Linked DNA regions of Siniperca chuatsi: region 1 is linked to region 2. The links are chromatin contacts, called in public Hi-C maps. All regions are on one chromosome and are shown on one strand. Each heading gives the region's core, a stretch centred on a gene start, on an enhancer-like site or on the middle of the called end of the contact. The rest is flanking DNA. Distances are from core to core; before and after follow the strand shown. Region 1 holds the start of faimb (fas apoptotic inhibitory molecule b). Region 2 overlaps agap1 (arf-GAP with GTPase, ANK repeat and PH domain-containing protein 1).

Region 1 (3,941 bases), core at 865-3,364, 40 kb before region 2:
AGAACATGTTTTGGTTTCAATCTCAAGAAATATCATCGTCTTTGAAAATTACATTTAGAAAATAGAAGTATGGAACAAATAAAAGTGAGATGATTCGGCTCCTGCAGCAGACAGCATACTTTATATCTGACAGATAAAAAGTATGTTTATATCTGTCAGTAGGAGTGAAGGATTCCTAATATCTTAACCTTATTGTGAGAGCCAGCTCCTGAACGACCTGTCCACCTCTTATAATCTCTCCCCAATGGCAGCTATTGATGTGGCCACTGCAAGTGTATTATTGAATATAATCTGACACTGCGATGTTGCACAGCATCAGTGAATAAAAAAATACAGCCTCTTGCCTTCTTTCCCACTTCCTGTCCTTTTACTTTGTGTTGCCTCTTACCATCTTTCCCACTCTTTCCTTTTACTTTGTGTTGCCTCTTATCTTCTTTCCCACATTCCTTCCTTTTACTTTTTGTTGCCTCTTACCTTCTTTCCAACTTTCCTTACTTTTACTTTGTGTTGCCTTTTACCTTCTTTCCCACTTTCCTTCCTTTTACTTTGTGTACCTCTTACCTTTTTTCCCACTTTCTTTACTTTGTGTTGTCTCTTACTTTCTTTCCTTCCTTTTACTTTGAGTTGCCTCTTACCTTCTTTCCCACATTCCTTCCTTTTACTTTTTGTTGCCTTTTACCTTCTTTCCCACTTTCCTTCCTTTTACTTTGTGTACCTCTTACCTTCTTTCCAACTTTCCTTCCTTTTACTTTTTGTTGCCTCTTCTTTCCAACTTTCCTTCCTTTTACTTTTTGTTGCCTCTTCTTTCCAACTTTCCTTCCTTTTACTTTTTGTTCCCTCTTACCTTCTTTCCAACTTTCTTTTCTTTTACTTTGTGTTGCCTCTTACCTCCTTTCCAACTTTCTTTTCTTTTACTTTGTGTTGCCTCTTACCTTCTTTCCCACATTCCTTTTACTTTTTGTTGCTTCTTACCTTCTTTCCAACTTTCTTTTCTTTTACTTTGTGTTGCCTCTTACCTTCTTTCCCACGTTCCTTCCTTTTACTTTTTGTTGCCTTTTACCTTCTTTCCCACTTTCCTTCCTTTTACTTTTTGTTACCTCTTACCTTTTTTCCCCACTTTCTTTACTTTGTGTTGTCTCTTACTTTCTTTCCTTACTTTTACTTTGAGTTGCCTCTTACCTTCTTTCCCACGTTCCTTTCTTTTACTTTGTGTTATCTCTTACCTTCTTTCCAACTTTCCTTCCTTTTACTTTTTGTTGCCTCTTCTTTCCAACTTTCCTTCCTTTTACTTTTTGTTCCCTCTTACCTTCTTTCCAACTTTCTTTTCTTTTACTTTGTGTTGCCTCTTACCTCCTTTCCAACTTTCTTTTCTTTTACTTTGTGTTGCCTCTTACCTTCTTTCCCACATTCCTTTTACTTTTTGTTGCTTCTTACCTTCTTTCCAACTTTCTTTTCTTTTACTTTGTGTTGCCTCTTACCTTCTTTCCCACGTTCCTTCCTTTTACTTTTGTTGCCTTTTACCTTCTTTCCCACTTTCCTTCCTTTTACTTTTTGTTACCTCTTACCTTTTTTCCCCACTTTCTTTACTTTGTGTTGTCTCTTACTTTCTTTCCTTACTTTTACTTTGAGTTGCCTCTTACCTTCTTTCCCACGTTCCTTTCTTTTACTTTGTGTTATCTCTTACCTTCTTTCCAACTTTCCTTCCTTTTACTTTTTGTTGCCTCTTCTTTCCAACTTTCCTTCCTTTTACTTTTTGTTCCCTCTTACCTTCTTTCCAACTTTCTTTTCTTTTACTTTGTGTTGCCTCTTACCTTCTTTCCCACTCTTTTCTTTTACTTTGTGTTGCCTCTTACCTTCTTTCCCACATTCCTTTTACTTTTTGTTGCTTCTTACCTTCTTTCCAACTTTCTTTTCTTTTACTTTGTGTTGCCTCTTACCTTCTTTCCCACGTTCCTTCCTTTTACTTTTTGTTGCCTTTTACCTTCTTTCCCACTTTCCTTCCTTTTACTTTTTGTTACCTCTTACCTTTTTTCCCACTTTCTTTACTTTGTGTTGCCTCTTACTTTCTTTCCTTCCTTTTACTTTGAGTTGCCTCTTACCTTTTTTCCCACTCCTTTCTTTTACTTGTGTTGCTTCTTACCTTCTTTCCCACTTTCCTTCCTTTTACTTTCTTTTCATCTTGTCTACTTTCCTACTTTCTGTCTCTTGATAATGTTCTTCTTGGCCAGGTCTAAAAGAAAAATCTCCTTAGTTTAACTACTTTTAACAAAGGAAAAGGAAAATCTATAAAAGTGTAGGTTCTCGCAAAGAGAAAATACTTCTGTTTAGCTAATTAAGTCCTCAAAATGCAAAGTCGGTGACGAAACGCTGCCATTTTTGGGACACCAGAATGAAAAAATGTCTCATAAAGCTTCATTTTCATATTCACATATGTCCCTTTTTATATTTGTTTTACCTTCTTGTTAAACCTTTTTCTTTTGTCTTGCCTAAACAGCGAATCTCTTTTCTCTCACCTTTTTGTTTCGGGGGGAAAAGGTCAGAGGTCAGCGCCGGAACATCAACCTACAAACACACTTTCTGTTTTTAAAGTGGAGGCTTACGTGGAGTTTCTGCTGTCTCAAACAAACCCAGGTACAAACCAAAGCTTGTCCTAATTATCTGTGGCAGTAGGATATAGAGTGAGCTCACGTCAGTAAGCCTCTTACAGTAATACACCTGCTGCTGAGCCGACACCTCCGCTGAGCCGAGCGGGACGAGCACTCCCCAACACACAGCTCCCGAACATGACTTTTCGGCCGACCTGTTTCTCCGAGAAGGTGATTTTGTGATTTTCAGGAGAGGATCCTGAGGTGTGTCAGAGATGCTGAGTGGAGATATGGTGGCCATGTGGGAGGTGGCGCTGAGCGACGGCGTTTTCAGGATTGAGTTTGCTCATGGCACCACCACTGGGAAACGCATCGTTTACGTCAACGGACAGGTGAGAGCCTGTTTAAGTCTGTTTCTGGGAGTTTATGTCGACGGTTCAAAAGCTTTTTCAGCCTGTAACCCCTTTAAAATGAAGTCTACCTGTGACCGCACATCACATTTTGTTTCATCGGAGGGATCTTTAGAGGCCTGAAGAAAAAGTGGTGAATTTTAGGACACCTTGTTAGTGGTTTATGTGCTCAAACCACAGCTGAGTGTGGAAACAATAACAAAAGCTAACTTTGAATATTAAAAAAATGTGATGGAATAAGTATTCAGAACATTTAGTGAAGTAAAAGTAGCAGTAGTACACTTTAAAATACTCAAAAAGACTGTAAATATACAGAAGTATTGGAAACAAAATGTACTTAAAGTAGTCATTATGCAAATTAGCCCTGTCAGTGTTATATGCTGTTTTTAATGTTGTAGTTGGTCGAGCTGGAGCTACTTGTAGCTGCTAAATGCTAAATTTAATCTAAAACAATGCATCATATTTTATAAACTGACATGTTTGTAAAATCTGTCAGAAAAATGTGGTAAAAAAAAGTACAATATTTTCCTCTGAAGTGTGGTGAAGTATTCAAGTACAAGTACCTCAAAATTGTACTTAAGTACAGCTTGTTTATTTAAAAATACACAAATCTGCTGGATACACAAGTGTGATGAGGTGCAGTTCCTCTAATAGCCACTGGATGCTGATCTGAGAAAACCGGCTGTATTGAAAGCTGTTCCACTGACTGGTACAACCTTAAATATCTAATTTTAATTTTTCTAATGTGTATTTTGGTGTTTATGTATTAGAATCATTGTTCCAATTAGCATTATGTTACATTAATACATTTAAAAAACAATAAAACAAAGACTGTAATAACAGAATACCGTAAATATTTAAGTACTTTTTTTTGTTTTTTTGGCTTAATCTCATTTTAATCCCGTCTCTTGCGGCCATGATTTTAGTTGTTAAGAACGAACTACTG
Region 2 (3,742 bases), core at 406-2,905:
TGCAGCAGCAGGCGAGTCTACTCAGAGTAAGACCGCTGATTTTTATAAAGTCACAAACAGCCTCGGCTTTGTTGGTAATTTTGCCGTCTACGGTGTGAAACACAGAATACTTCCGTACACTGCTGCTCAGATGCTTCGGTGTCAGGATTAACTGATCGGAGAGTGTCCTCCATTTTTATTGATTAGCTTAGTTTACTGATAGGTCAATAGGGCTGCAGCAGGTCAAGCGGATAGTGAATGTTAAGAGCGCCCTCTGCTGGACTGTACACTTTGAATTCGAACAGGTCGAATTATAGTTCGAATATTTAATATTTTCTCACGTTCAAATGAAATGTTTGAATTTTTAATAAAAATTGACGGCCCTAATATTTCATTGGTTGTTGATGTGTGTTGCAGAATGACATTGCACTGCAGGGTTCGCCGCAGGAAGTTGTTTGGCCAATGTGGCATCTAACTAACTTCTTCCTGGCGTCTGACCTGCAGTGCGGCGGTGAGGATTTTGTACGCTTTCCCGAATTAAATACGACAGACTGAGCTGTTTGTCTTTACCTTTCCTAACCTTTAAAAACATTTATTCTTCCCGGCCTTGCAACAAGCTTCTGCTGCAAAGTGAACATATGATGTGCTCGATGAATCAATCACCCACGGAGCTGAAGCAGACAGATCTTTGTGGTCTGGTTTCTTATGGACCAGTGAAGATCTTGTTTCTGTGCTTTTATCTTTGTGTTTGTGCGTCTAAATCAGCATTTGTGAGGCCGGTGGGCATGTGCAGCTTTGTGTGTAAGTGTGAGAGGGAAATTGTTTGCCCTTTCATGTTTGAGTGTGTGTGTGCGCAATATTTCAGAGGCTGAAAAGGTTTTAAACGCGTGTGTTTGACTCACGGCTGTTACTGTGATTCTGTATCTGTCTCCCTGCATTTGCATTTATTCCTGTGGGCTCTTTTGTGTGTTGTATATTTAGATCTACTCGGTTTTCTTCTTTTCTCAGTCACATATGATTCAGTCGCTGCAGAACAAACCTTGTCCTGCTTCTCGTACTTCACGTTCAACACAGATTTTTTTTTAAGATACTGTTTTAACTTATTTTTAAAGAAAAATTCCACTTGAAAACACTTGAACAGTTACAGCTGTTGTTTCTGTCACTATTCAGTAGGTTGTATCTTCATCCTGCTGACTTTTTATTTTATTTGACATGAATTGCACCTGTCAGTGTTTTAAAATGTGCATGCAGTTGTTGTGAGTGCACTGATTTGTGGACATTATCTTGTTGAACAAAACCTCAGAATATCGTAAGTTTTGGATTACGACAACTTTTTTTCTTCATTCATGCAAAATCCTGTTCAAAACCTCCATTGGAAATCTGCCGTTTTAACAATGAGATAGAAGTATCGTCCGGTTTGGCCTACAGAATGATGTCATCACCAGAGCACACTTTTCTTTGGGTCGTCGAAAGGCATTCTGGGAGATGTAGGAAGTGACCAGTGGAAGCAGACGAGGCAGGTGGAGGGGAAAAGGGTTTATAAAGAAAGTACATTTAAAAACTGAATCACAAAACGTCTCCTTAGCTCTCCTTGATTTGTCCGTTTAATGAGACACACGCCAGGGTCTTGAACCTGTGACCTTTTCATTTCATGACACTTTCACCATCTCCGAATGCTCCAAACTGTACAGAGCCTGTCTCTGTGCCACCTCTACCACCAGCACACACTGTAGTAGAGTCACAATCAGCACGAACACACAGACCTTTTTAAACATTAACCTGCCCAGTGGAATCTGACCCAGGAAATCACAGTGGAGGGTTATTCTGTGTGCACCAGCGCCCTCCGCAGGCCAGAGCAGGATTTTCTGAAATCGGCTTCAGTCAACAGCAATGAAAGAAACAACTGGATCCCAGCAGCTTCCCACTCGTCTGTGAACTCCTTGAACATCACCTGGGAAATGTATTCCAGCAGGGAAAATTTGGGGAAAATTGTGTATTATTGTAGAATTTCTTCCTCTTTTTCCAGGTGGTTTTCAGCCCAGATGGAAAATAACTAAATTTTCTTTTATCCTTGAAAACAAGCATTAAGAAATCCAGTTAAGGGCGTGGAGGCGGTCTGTCTGAGCCCAAATGCATCCCGTCTTACCTTAAAGCTCGTCTCTTCAGATTGGAATGGCAGCCGGTGGTTTGTGGTGATATTATGCACTTTTCTGGTGTTTGATGGACGTTTTGCTCCCTGAAAATATAGTAATAATAATACAATCTTAATATTTGTTTAGATTTAGAACTGCAAAATATCGTCTATTTCTGTGGATTTAAATCATTGCTGCAGAAACTGCGTGTTCTCTCCTCTGGCTGCAGAGTATTTCAGAAACTAGATGCGTTATAGTCTTATTAAGTTATTTTAGATTGGTCTCACTGATCCTTTTAAAATGGTTTTAGTCAGCTGAGGCCATATAGGTTGTTTCTAGGATACAATCTTTTATATGGTTTGTATTGGAAATTTTATAGATGATTTCATAGTCGCAGTTCTGTTTTTGTGTTATCCGCCTGATGCTGTTATCGCCACCTAATTCCTTCTCCTTACTCGAATAGTGACCCCTAAATGCTTTACTGAAATAGAAAATGAAATTAAAAGGATTTCTCTGAGAGTAGGTGTCACTTTCTCCAGTTCTGGATGTCTGGTTTGGATAAAAACTCCTTCACGGTGTGACTCTCGCTGTGAGGTGTTCTGATAAAACTTCAGACTATGGCCTGTATAAAAGAAGTGGACCTAGTCACCGTGACGTCACCCGTTGGTTTGTGGACTACCGTTTTGAAGCTTTGGCATTTTGGCCGTCGCCATCTTGGTTTTTTGGAGCCAGAAGAGACCACATTTGGACGAGAGGGGGGAGCTAACTTAGCTTAGCTGTGATATCAATTGGGATGCTAAAAAAAAAACAAAATGAACAGCCGACTCCTTAGAGTGTCTTTTAGCCAACAAAAAATTTTTGGGCGACCCAAATGTTACAGTTAACTTTCCTGAAGTGAAAACACTGTGAGAGGGTCAAAGACGAAAACACCGACATCACCCAAAAACAAGTTCACGGCTAGCTAAATGTACACAGCGCAGGGGATACGCATCGCCTCTATCCTGATTGACAGGTCGCCCCGCCCTAAAGCATACCTTATTTTACCCTAAATGTGACCATAATTGGTCAGTGGAGTCGCCCCCTGCTGGCCATTAGAGAGAATGCAGGTTTAGGGCACTTCAGACGTCCTCTGTGTGAACATGTGAGTGTTGCTTTTCTTTGGAGGAAAGCTAAACAACCTGAAACCAAATTTAAAGAGGAGTCAGAGCAGTGTGGTCTGAACTTTTCTCACGTCAGCGGCGCCCTCTGCTGGCTGAGTAAACCCACGACGTGTCTTTTCCTTTCACAACAGATTTCAGGCTCCGTCTTCACCGGTGAATATCTGGGTCACAGTTGTCAGCTTGAATTTTCCTCCCGCTCACTCACAGGTTTTGTTGTCTGGGGCCCCAAAGTCGAGGCGACCGCAGCCGTTTCTGAAAGGGCAGAGCTGCGTTTTTAACGCTGAAAGCTGCCTGATTTGTGTTGTATTTTGTCTCAAAGCAGCGAAGATGTTCAGATCTTTGTTTCATCCAGCTGATAATGTTTCAGCCGTTCGGCTCTGTCGCTGCTACAAGCCCTGATTGAAGCGGTTAAACACCACGTTGCCTTTCAGTTTCCCAGTGTGCCTTTGATAATAGAACAAAGATGTTTTG

The links. Hi-C and Micro-C count contacts between places; a contact is called where the count stands out from the background.
Region 1: a contact with region 2 is called in a Hi-C map of skeletal muscle, with 8 times the contacts expected there. The contact joins the promoter of faimb here to the enhancer-like site in region 2. A contact is called at or near these places in 3 of 3 Hi-C or Micro-C datasets (liver, skeletal muscle and an unstated tissue).

What each region holds. Positions count from the first base shown.
Region 1 is chrLG24:2,302,327-2,306,267 of ASM2008510v1, reverse strand. It overlaps faimb (fas apoptotic inhibitory molecule b), which reads left to right and starts at 2,114. Exons shown (of 5, transcript XM_044187677.1): 1 at 2,114-2,631; 2 at 2,708-2,977. The coding sequence starts at 2,861.
Region 2 is chrLG24:2,262,129-2,265,870 of ASM2008510v1, reverse strand. All of the region lies in intron 1 of agap1 (arf-GAP with GTPase, ANK repeat and PH domain-containing protein 1), which reads left to right. Among protein-coding and RNA genes, the nearest start is that of agap1, 34 kb to the left of the region's middle. Within about 2 kb of position 1,655, the one cell type or tissue checked has an H3K27ac peak away from gene starts, as active enhancers do. A contact at or near this core is called in liver, where this site is marked.